3 separate regions of the Sus scrofa genome follow, and all the other regions are linked to region 1. A link is a contact called in public Hi-C and HiChIP or PLAC-seq data. All regions are on one chromosome and are shown on one strand. Each heading gives the region's core, a stretch centred on a gene start, on an enhancer-like site or on the middle of the called end of the contact. The rest is flanking DNA. Distances are from core to core; before and after follow the strand shown.

Region 1 (3,051 bases), core at 119-2,618:
GGGGTCGCGGGGGCCGAGGCCTGGGACGCGGCCGCCGCCGTCTCGGGCCTCCCGGCCGCTCTCCAGATGAAGCTGACGACCAGGGCCTGGCGGGCGGCGGCGGCGACGACGAGGACGAGGAACCGCGCGGGGCGGCCAATAGGGCCCGGGGCGCGTCGCCGCCGGGACCTCGGCGGCGCCGCTGCTCCCGGTCTCGGTCTCGGCGCGAGCAGCGCCGCCGCCGCCGCTCCCCCTCAGCGGCCCAGCCCGGGCCGGGAGCCGCGGCCGCTGCCGTCTCCATGGCGACCGCCCTCAGCGCCGCATCCGGAGGCGGCGGGGCCCGAAGCGGCCTGTCCGCAGGCCCGGGGTCGCACGCGCGGCGCTGGCGGCTGCACAGGGACGAGAGGGCCACGGCTTCCCCTTTAAAGCAGGATCTCCTGGCCCCGAGCTTGCCCCAAGGCCAAGGCCCGGGAAGCCGGCGCCGCCCCCGGGGCGACAAGCCTGAGGGCCCCCCCTGTGGGGCCGGCGGGGACGAGACGACGAAAACGGAGCGGCCGTTCCTTTAAGGCAAGGCCTCAAGTTGTTCAGCCCCTGTCCCCTTTAAGACGACCCGACGGTGTCCGACCGGCCTAGTTCGGTGGCCGCCCCCTGCCAGGGGTCGAGACAAGTCTCCCCGAGGAAGAGGAAGGGCCACCCCTTTAAAAGGGGCCGAAAGCTCGACCCGAAACGCAGACCTCCCCTTTAAAAGTGCCTCAAGTCCTCCGACGAAAAGAGGCCACCCCTTTAAGGAGTCCAGGGTTCTCCAAACAGCAGGCCGCCCCTTTAAGGGCTCGGGAGTTAGTTTCTAGTCCTCCACAAGCAGCCACTTCCCCTTTAAGTTGAATTTAAAGGACTTCTTGCGTGGGGGAGGAGAGGCGGTGAGAATCCCCACTCCTTCCAATTCTCCCAACAGCACAGTTCTCAATTTGTCAGCGTCTGTTCGGTGGCTTCCCCTTTAAAGGCTGGCGTTGTAGTCTGCCGAGATGAGTGGCCACCCCTTTAAGGAGATTTAAAGGGGCCTCCTCCAAGCCCAGCTCTTCCAGCCTCCGCCTCCGGTCGCCATGAAAGGCGCGAGGGGGGGGCGGGGCCGCGGGGGCCAGCCCTCCAAAGCCCCGGATGTGAGGCAACGGTGACGGGTAGAGCTTCTCTGTCTGCCGACATAAAAGTCTCTTCCTCCTTTCCTCCGTCTCTGTCTGACTTGCGCCTTAAGGGATCCGGAACGGCTGCTGGGTAGGGAGGGAGCTTCTGCGTACCCTCCTGTTGTCTCCTTTGGAGTCTGGGGCCTCCTCTCCGCCAGGACTTCCCTGCCCCTCCTCCCTCTTCCTCCTCAGCCTACGCCTCCTTCCTCTCTTTGCCTCCTCCCACTCTCCGCCCCCTTCCCCTCACCCCTCTACAGGCTTAGTCGTTGATAGGTTGAGACGTGTACGTCAAGGCGAAGGGCGGAGTCAAACTCCGGGGAGTGGGTAATATGTAGCCGCCCTCAAATCTTGGATTGGGTATACGTCAGATTAGCTCCTCCCTTCATCAAGTCTTATGACTCGACTGGTTAGAAGTACGTGCTTGGGGCGGTCCTTCAGATGACCCCGCCTCTTCCTGCTCTTCGTTCATTGGCCCGTGACCTGACGGCGTCTAGGCAAGGATCCGGATGGGGTGCGCGAGTCCTAGGGACGGTTGGCCGCTGGGCGGCGCGGGGCCGAGGCAGGTCCTTGTCTGCCGCGCGCTACGTCTTCTCTCCCTTTCCGCCGTTTGGCTTAGTCCACCGGCCGCTTGGCTTTTCGCGCACGCGCGTGGTGGTACCTCCGTCGGGTAGCTGCTCAGCGGGATCTCCCGCGGTGCGGGATGGCTAGAGCTTGCGGCGTGTTTTGAGAGCTCTAGTCGCGCGGCAAGCAAACCGCATCCCGTTATGGGTCGGTGCAGTGAGAGAGTGCTTGCCTATGGTCTCCGCGTTCTAGCAAGAAACACCTTGTCCTGTGTGCCGGGCACTTTCTCTCATATTAACTCGTTTGACAGTACGAAGTCTCTTAGGAAGATACTCCTATCAGCCCCATTTTACAGAAGGAGCAGGGAATTGATGCAGGTTTAATTTCCCAGCCAGGGTTTGGACTCAAGTTTAGCTCCAGTCAGTGCTCTTGACCACTGCTGTATTTTGCCTCTAAGTTATGAAAGATGTACAGTGCCACTTACGTCCGCTGGTTGTTTAGGTTACCCTTTTAAGGTGGACATAGCACTGGAACAGTCAACTTGCTTGCTTATATATTAAATGGGTATGACTCTCACAAGGCTTTGTGTAGGTCAGGTAACTGGGACAGGTTGTTGTAGGTGCTTAATTATAGCTGAGTACTCAGCTCTTGAATCCAGCAGGAGGATCCTGGCCTGTGTGTTAGGAGGAACTCAGGGCCATGGTGATCAAGGCCTTCGTCCACTCTGGGTCTTTACATCTGTCCTCTGCGACGTAAGTGAGTTGAGAGAACCCTGACCAGGTATAGAATCATAGTATCTTCTGGAGGAAATTCAGACGTATCCATATGGGAAAATTCTTTTTTTTCCTTTTTAGGGTTGCAGCTGCAGCATATGGAGGTTCCCAGGTTAGGGCTTGAATCAGAGCTTAGCTGCTGGCCTACACCACAGCCACAGCAATGCCAGATCTGAGCCACATCTGTCACCTACACCACAGCTTGCAGCAACACTGGACCCTTAACCTGCTGAGCAAGGCCAGGGATCATCAAACACTTATCCTCATGGATACTAGTTGGGTTCTTAACCCAGAGCCACAATGGGAACTCCATCACATGGGAAGATTTTTTTTTTTTTTTTTTGGTCTTTTGTCCTTTTAGGGTCACACCCAGGGCATATGGAGGTTCCCAGGCTAGGGGTCTAATCAGAGCTATTGCTGCCAGCCTATGCGAGAGCGACAGCAATGCCAGATCCGAGCCACATCTGCAACTTACACCACAGCTCACAACTACGCTGGATCCTCAACCCACTGAGCGAGGCCAAGGATCGAACCCGAAACCTCGTGGTTCCTAGTCAGAT
Region 2 (2,947 bases), core at 292-2,791, 590 kb after region 1:
CCATCAGGGCTCAGCCAGAATGAACTCGACTAGGACCCATGAGGACACAGGTTCGATCCCTGGCCTCGCTCAGTGGGTCAAGGATCCAGTGTTGCCATGAGCTGTGGTGTAGGTCACAGACATGGCTTGGATCCCGAGTTGCTGTGGCTGTGGTGTAGGCCGGAAGCTGCAGCTCAGATTCGACTCCTAGCCTGGGAACCTCCATATGCTGTGGTCTAGCCATTAAAAAAAAAAAAAAAAAAAAAAAAAAAAAAAAAAAAAAAAAAGATCCATTTCCATAATCTCATGGTAGGTGTGAGGCTGTTACAGCCAGAGAAACTAAGGCTGACAGAGATTAAGGAACCTGCCCAAGATCACTCTGTAGGTGTGACAGCCAGGACTCAAACTCAGAAAGCAATGATTCTAGAGCAAGCCTTCCCTGCCCCCGGTGTTTCTACCTCTATGAGGCAGTCTCTTGGCTGGGAACCAACTCCTTCCTCTTGAGTCTGAAGCCCAGGCTTCCTCCTCTAGCTTTTTTTTTTTTTTGGTCTTTTTAGGGCTGCACACGTGGTATGTGGAACTTCCCAGGCTAGGGGTCAAATCGGAGCTGTAGCCACCTGGCCTACAACCCAGCCACAGCCACGTAAAATCCAAGCCACATCTGTGACCTACACCACAGCTCACGGCAATGCCGGATCCTTAATCCACTGAGCCAGGCCAGGGATTGAACCTGTGTCCTCATGGATGCTAGTCAGATTCGTTTCTGCTGTGCCACGACAGGAACTCCTACTTGGCTCTTTTTCTTTTTGTTAGTTCCCAGACCTGGGGTTGAATTCTTGCAGCAGCTGCAGGCAAAGCTGGATCCTTTAATCCACTGCTGGGGATCGAACCTGTGCCTCCGCAGCCACCCAAGGCACTGCAGTAGGATTCTTAACCCACTGCACCACCGTGGCAACTCTTCTACTTAGCTCATTAGAGCTGTTATTTGTGCCTTGCCTTCCGCTAGCTGCCCAACTCCGACTCCTTCACCTCTATAGCTCCCACCCCTCCCCGCCCAAAGAAGCGCCCAATTATTCCATTTTCCCCCTTGAGGCAGGCAGGGCAGAGGTGCTCCTAGATGCACACAGACCTAGAGAGGGTAAGAGACTCTCCCGGGGCCACCCATTTGTAAATGCAGGGGCCAGGACAGACGCCAGGTCTCCTGCCTGCAGGTGGCTCTCCCTCCTCCTGTCCCTTCCCCAGCTCTGTTCCGTGGGGGCGACAGAAGGCAGGACAGCCTTGGCTGGGGGTGGGCACGGGGGGCCTGTACCCGGGCCCGCCGGGGGGCGCACTGATGGACTCTTCCATGATGGCCAGGGAAAGGGTGGCGAGTAGGCTAGGGGTGGGCTGAAGGAACAGGTTATTTTTGCATTTTGACATTAAAAGATGAGATTGGCAGCCACTGGCCAACAGCATCTGTTTTGGTCTGGCATTGGCAGCGAAGGCGCGGAGCTTCTCCACGGAGGGAGGGAGGGGAGGGGAGGGGAGGCTGCGGTCGGTCCGCTGGGCGAGGCGGCGCCTCGGCGGAGCGAAGGGCTCTCCCCTTTAAGAGCTCCGCCCAAAGGGGCGCTGCCACCCCTAAGGAGGCGGGCGCCGCCGCTTCTCATTCATTGTCTTGACGAGAGCATCCTCAGCGGGCAGTCTCCGGCTCCTCCAGCTCCTTCCTCCGCCTCCTCCTCTCCCTCCTCCGTTTGGGGGGTCACTCCTCTCTCAGCAGCAGGTAAGACCCCCCGGGGACGGGGGCGCGGGACTCGGCATCGCTGCTCTGGGCCACCTGTGGGGCAGGCGAGGGCTTGGCAGGAGCGGGCTGTGGGGGCGGACGGACTGTCAAAGCGAGCTGGCTCGGCGATGGGGACAGAGCCGCTCCACGCCCCGCGTGGAGGGACTCGCCTGAGGGTGCAGGTGCGCGTGGGCGGGTCCATCCGTGTGTCCGGGAGGGCGCGGTGAGGGGACGAGGGCGAGGGGCCACCGCAGCCATGATGGAGGTGGGGGAGCCCGGGGGTCAGGACATGTGCTGGCCAGACTCCCCTTGGCATCTTTGGGCGAGTTTGGGGGCGGGAGGGGGGCAGGGTGGGGTGCACCGAGCAGCTGCCCTGAGCTGGGAGACAGGAAGGGGTTGAGAGCAAAACAAGAAAAGCCCAAGTTCCCCTTTCCGTGGTTTCCGGGCCTAGTACCTGCGGTGGGGGAGGAGGCAGGGTGGGGCGCTGGCTTCCTGTCTCCCAACCTCCAATTTGGGGGCTCCTGGCTCCCCAGATCCAGGCTTCTCACTTGGGAAGGATCCCCCCTTGTCCCCAGACGGGCTTCCCCACACACAGGTTCCTCACCCGCTTTCTGGGCAGGTGGACCCAGGAGCCCCTTGGAGAGTCGCAGGGTGGGCAAGGGTGGCTGGAGCAGCCCCCCCACACACCAAAGGGCTAGGCCAGAAGGCAGAGGGTGAAAGGGTGGAGCTGAGGTGATGGAGGAGAGGCCCGGAGGGTGCTCTTGAGTGGGCAGCACAGGTCCCCACGCTGAGCTGGAAGGTGATGCTGCTGGGCACCAGGACCCGGCCTGGAGCGTGGGCAGCCAGAGGCAGGCCCCTTGGCTTTGCGCACTGACCATCCAGCAACCGTGGGGTGGGGGAACCGTCCTAGCCCGACTCCAAGAAGTGAGTGCCGGCTGCTCCCTTCCCATGGGTGGTTCCAGAGGGGCTGGGGAAGGAACCAGGCCAGGCAGGAAGCAGAGAGGTATATGGAAGAGGAGATGCTCGGGCCCCAGCCATCTGCCTGTTTCTGGTGCCCAGAGGGCCACTGAGCCACTGAAGAAGTGCCTCCTGGGCAAACCCACAAGCCACATCCCTCTGTGTGTCCAGCCCTGAGCCTGGAGGTTGGGAGTGCCTGGCCTTTAGGAGGCTCCCCACGTGGGTGTGAGGGTGTGAAGTTTGGACCCTGTG
Region 3 (3,103 bases), core at 144-2,643, 640 kb before region 1:
TGAGCCACCAGGGACGTCTCTCTATTCCTTTTTTTCTTTTTTCTTTTGGCTTCTTAGAGCTGAACACCCACAGAATATGGAAATTCCCAGGCTAGGGGTCTAATCAGACCTACAGCCGCCGGCCTACACCAGAGCCAGAGTAAGGGGAGATCAGAACCGCACCTACGATCTACACCACAGCTCATAGCAACGTGGGATCCTTAATCCACTGAGCAAGCCAGGGATCGAACCTGCATCCTCGTGGATCCTAGTCGGATTCGTTAACCGCTGAAGCACGAAGGGAACTCCCTATTCCAATTTTTTGAAGTAACTATTATTACACCATTTTACCATCCTAGCCTCGGATGAGTCTAGCTGACCGCAGAGCACACTTTCTGACCACCAGTTCATCAAATGGGACTTGCTCCTGCACAAGGCCAGACACAAGGCCTTAAGTGGAGAGTAAGAATCATTTGAAAGAGTCACTACATAATCCTTTGGCCTCCACCAGCCCAGAGGCGAGAGTGGTGCTCCACAGCCAGTAAGTAACTGCTTGTAATTATCTGATCTAGGAGGGCTAGGGTCTAATTTATAGAGAGCAGTGACATCACGGGTCATGACAGCTAAAGAGCGGGGGGGCGCTGTGCCGTCATAAAGCGCAGTCTTCCAGGCTACCACACACAGAACTCAAAGACTCTGCCCACGCCCAGAATAGGACACAAGTTCGGGTGGAATCCTAGGAAATGAGGGCGGAGCACTTACCCAATGGGAGTATGCCTCCGAGTCTGCGCACTTCAGCCCGGCACGCCCCTTCCGTACAGCAGTTGGCTAGGATGCTGAGCGCTAAGTCCAGCGTCTTGCGCAGGCGCGCTGGCGGAGAGGGCGTCGGTGATGACGAAGCTGCGGAGGGGGCGGGGCCCGGCGAGGGGGCGGGGCCAGAAGAAGCCGCTGACTCGACCGAAGAGGGGGTGGAGCCTGAGCCAGCCTGGGACAGGGCGGGACCCGCTGCAGCCGCTCGCCGTAGCAGAGCGAGAAGGGGGCGGAGCCCGCCGCGTGCCCGGAAGCGCTCGATTCCCCCCGCTGCCTTGACGTGGCGCGTGCGGAGGGCTAAGAGCGCGCGGCCCAAGGGTGTCTCGTTGGTAGCTGTGTCCTTTCCCCCACCTAGACCCTCCCCGGCCGCCGCCGTGAGCTGCGCGAGGCAGAACGAGAGCGAGTCCGTGGGGGTTGGCTTCGCGGCCGCCATCTTGGCTCAGGCTTAAGGCTCCGCCCCCCCTTCGCAGCGCATCCAAGAGAGCGGAACTGGAAGGAGGGGCGTGGCCAGGCACCTCCTCTCTGACGCTTTTTAAATAGCGCCGCCGCAGTAATTATGCCAGTCGGAAGTTGTAGTTCCCGATCCTTGGTGCTCTGACCTGCACAGTCGCAGAAGGCTCGACGAGAGTGGTGGTTATCTAATCGCTGTGCGTGCCTAAGAGGCGTGTGCGGCGCATGCTTGGATACGTAGTCCGCGCCAAGCGTAACATGCCCCGCGTAGGATAGTAGGCAACTCTCCCGGTACTCGAATGGGTCAGTGTCTCTGGAGAACCCAGATATCCGACTACGGAGTCTCAGTACTGTACTGCTCCAGGTGACTTGGCTACTCCGCCCCCAGAGTGTCCCCAGCGACAGCCTTTTCCTTCAGGCTCGCTTTGCCGTCCTCCCCGCCCCTCCAGCGGTGGCCGGGGCACCGAAGTCCGCGTTGATGAGCTCAGAACCCGAGCCAAGCAGAAGGTGTCACATTCCTCACAGCGGCTACAGATGGGAGCATTTGCTCCGTCAAGTGAACAAGAGGGTTAAAGCTATCGATACCGTTCGCTGCCACTTCCTAGAGCGGCAGGAGCTAGTGGACCTTTCCGTTTCCGGTGCTGGATTCCTGGGTCCTGAGTGTCTTCACCTCTTGTGCTTGAGGTTTGCTGGGCGAGGACCGGCCAAGGCCAAGTCAGTAAAGCAGGAGTGATTTATTAAGGCATCCCAAATAGATGGGCCGAGCTCAGGATGGCATCAGCAGCGATTGTGAGGAGTTGTTCTTCCCCACCCCCACCCCTTTTAGGGCCGCACCCTCGGCATATAGAAATTCCCAGGCTAGGGGTCCAATTGGAGCTGGAACTGCAGCTGCTGGCCTACACCACAACCACAGCAAGCGGGATCAAAACTGCGTCTGCGACCTACATCACAGCTCTCGGCAGGTCGGGATCCTTAACCCACTCAGCAAGGCCTGGGATCTAATCAGCATCCTCATAGACACTATGTCGGTTCGTTACTACCGGCCACTATGGGAATTCCGTGGAGATCTAGTTATAAAAGGCTGGTTGCCAGCAAAACGTGGAGGGAACAATGTGCGAGGGAGGAGGGTGGCAAAGGACGATAGCTTTCCCTCTCCATTTCTCCTGTCCGGATAAGTGCTGTAACCACCCTGCCTTGGGCAGGGATTGACTTAAGCAGGCAGGGTGGTTAATCGGGCGGGGTAGTTGATTGACTTAGCAGACAGGGTGGTTGATTCTTGGTCAGCGACTTTCTAATGTCATTGACCCGTGTTTCAAGTCCACCATCCCCCTGGGAACCTATCAGTTGAGGCACTAGCAAGTGTGGAAGCACTCTTTAAACACTGCGGCCTGGGTGCGCTGGGAGGAGGGGGAGTCAGCAACAATTCCTGGCCCTTCTTTTGCCTAGTTATGTACATGAGCTTGGACTCCATCCCGTTCTCTTTTTTCCTTTCGTTTTTTTTTTTTTTTTCTTTCTTTTTTGGCTGCCCCATAGCATATGGAGTTCCTGGGCCAGGGATCAGATCTGACCCATAGTTTTGACCACGCTGCAGCTGCAGCAACGCCAGATCCTTTAACCCACTGTGTCAGGCCAGGAATCCAACCTGAGTCTTGGTGCTGCAGATACCACCCATCTTGTTGCGCCACAGAGGGAACTCCTCGTTCTACCTCTGATCTCATCCAGTTCTGGGACTCAGGTTCCTCCTCTGAGCCTGGTGGGCCACAAAGAGGCTGGTGCTGTGCAGTGCATGTGTCCATGGTCTGGCAGTTGGATTCCTGCCCAATGGGAAGCTCAGCTGTGGCTGGTGATTTGGGAGGGGCGCTGG

What was found. A called contact is a pair of places that touch in the nucleus more often than the background predicts. HiChIP or PLAC-seq counts read pairs in DNA pulled down with a chosen protein or histone mark.
Region 2: a contact with region 1 is called in an H3K27ac HiChIP or PLAC-seq map of alveolar macrophages. The contact joins the promoter of CORO1A here to the promoter of FBRS in region 1. A contact is called at or near these places in 1 of 5 promoter capture datasets (fetal liver) and 1 of 2 datasets of contacts at active chromatin or transcription factors (alveolar macrophages).
Region 3: a Hi-C map of liver shows a contact between it and region 1, with 6 times the contacts expected there. The contact joins the promoter of ARMC5 here to the promoter of FBRS in region 1. A contact is called at or near these places in 2 of 47 Hi-C or Micro-C datasets (liver and retroperitoneal adipose tissue).

The regions. Positions count from the first base shown.
Region 1 is chr3:17,742,443-17,745,493 of Sscrofa11.1, forward strand. It overlaps FBRS (probable fibrosin-1), which reads right to left and starts at 1,369. Exons shown (of 18, transcript XM_021086415.1): 1 at 1-1,369. The coding sequence starts at 280.
Region 2 is chr3:18,335,272-18,338,218 of Sscrofa11.1, forward strand. CORO1A (coronin-1A) reads left to right here and starts at 1,542. Exons shown (of 11, transcript XM_021088028.1): 1 at 1,542-1,738.
Region 3 is chr3:17,107,130-17,110,232 of Sscrofa11.1, forward strand. It overlaps ARMC5 (armadillo repeat-containing protein 5), which reads right to left and starts at 1,394. Exons shown (of 6, transcript XM_021086388.1): 1 at 742-1,394. The coding sequence starts at 1,222. It overlaps LOC100626250 (cytochrome c oxidase subunit 6A2, mitochondrial), which reads left to right and starts at 1,494. Exons shown (of 8, transcript XM_021086396.1): 1 at 1,494-1,953.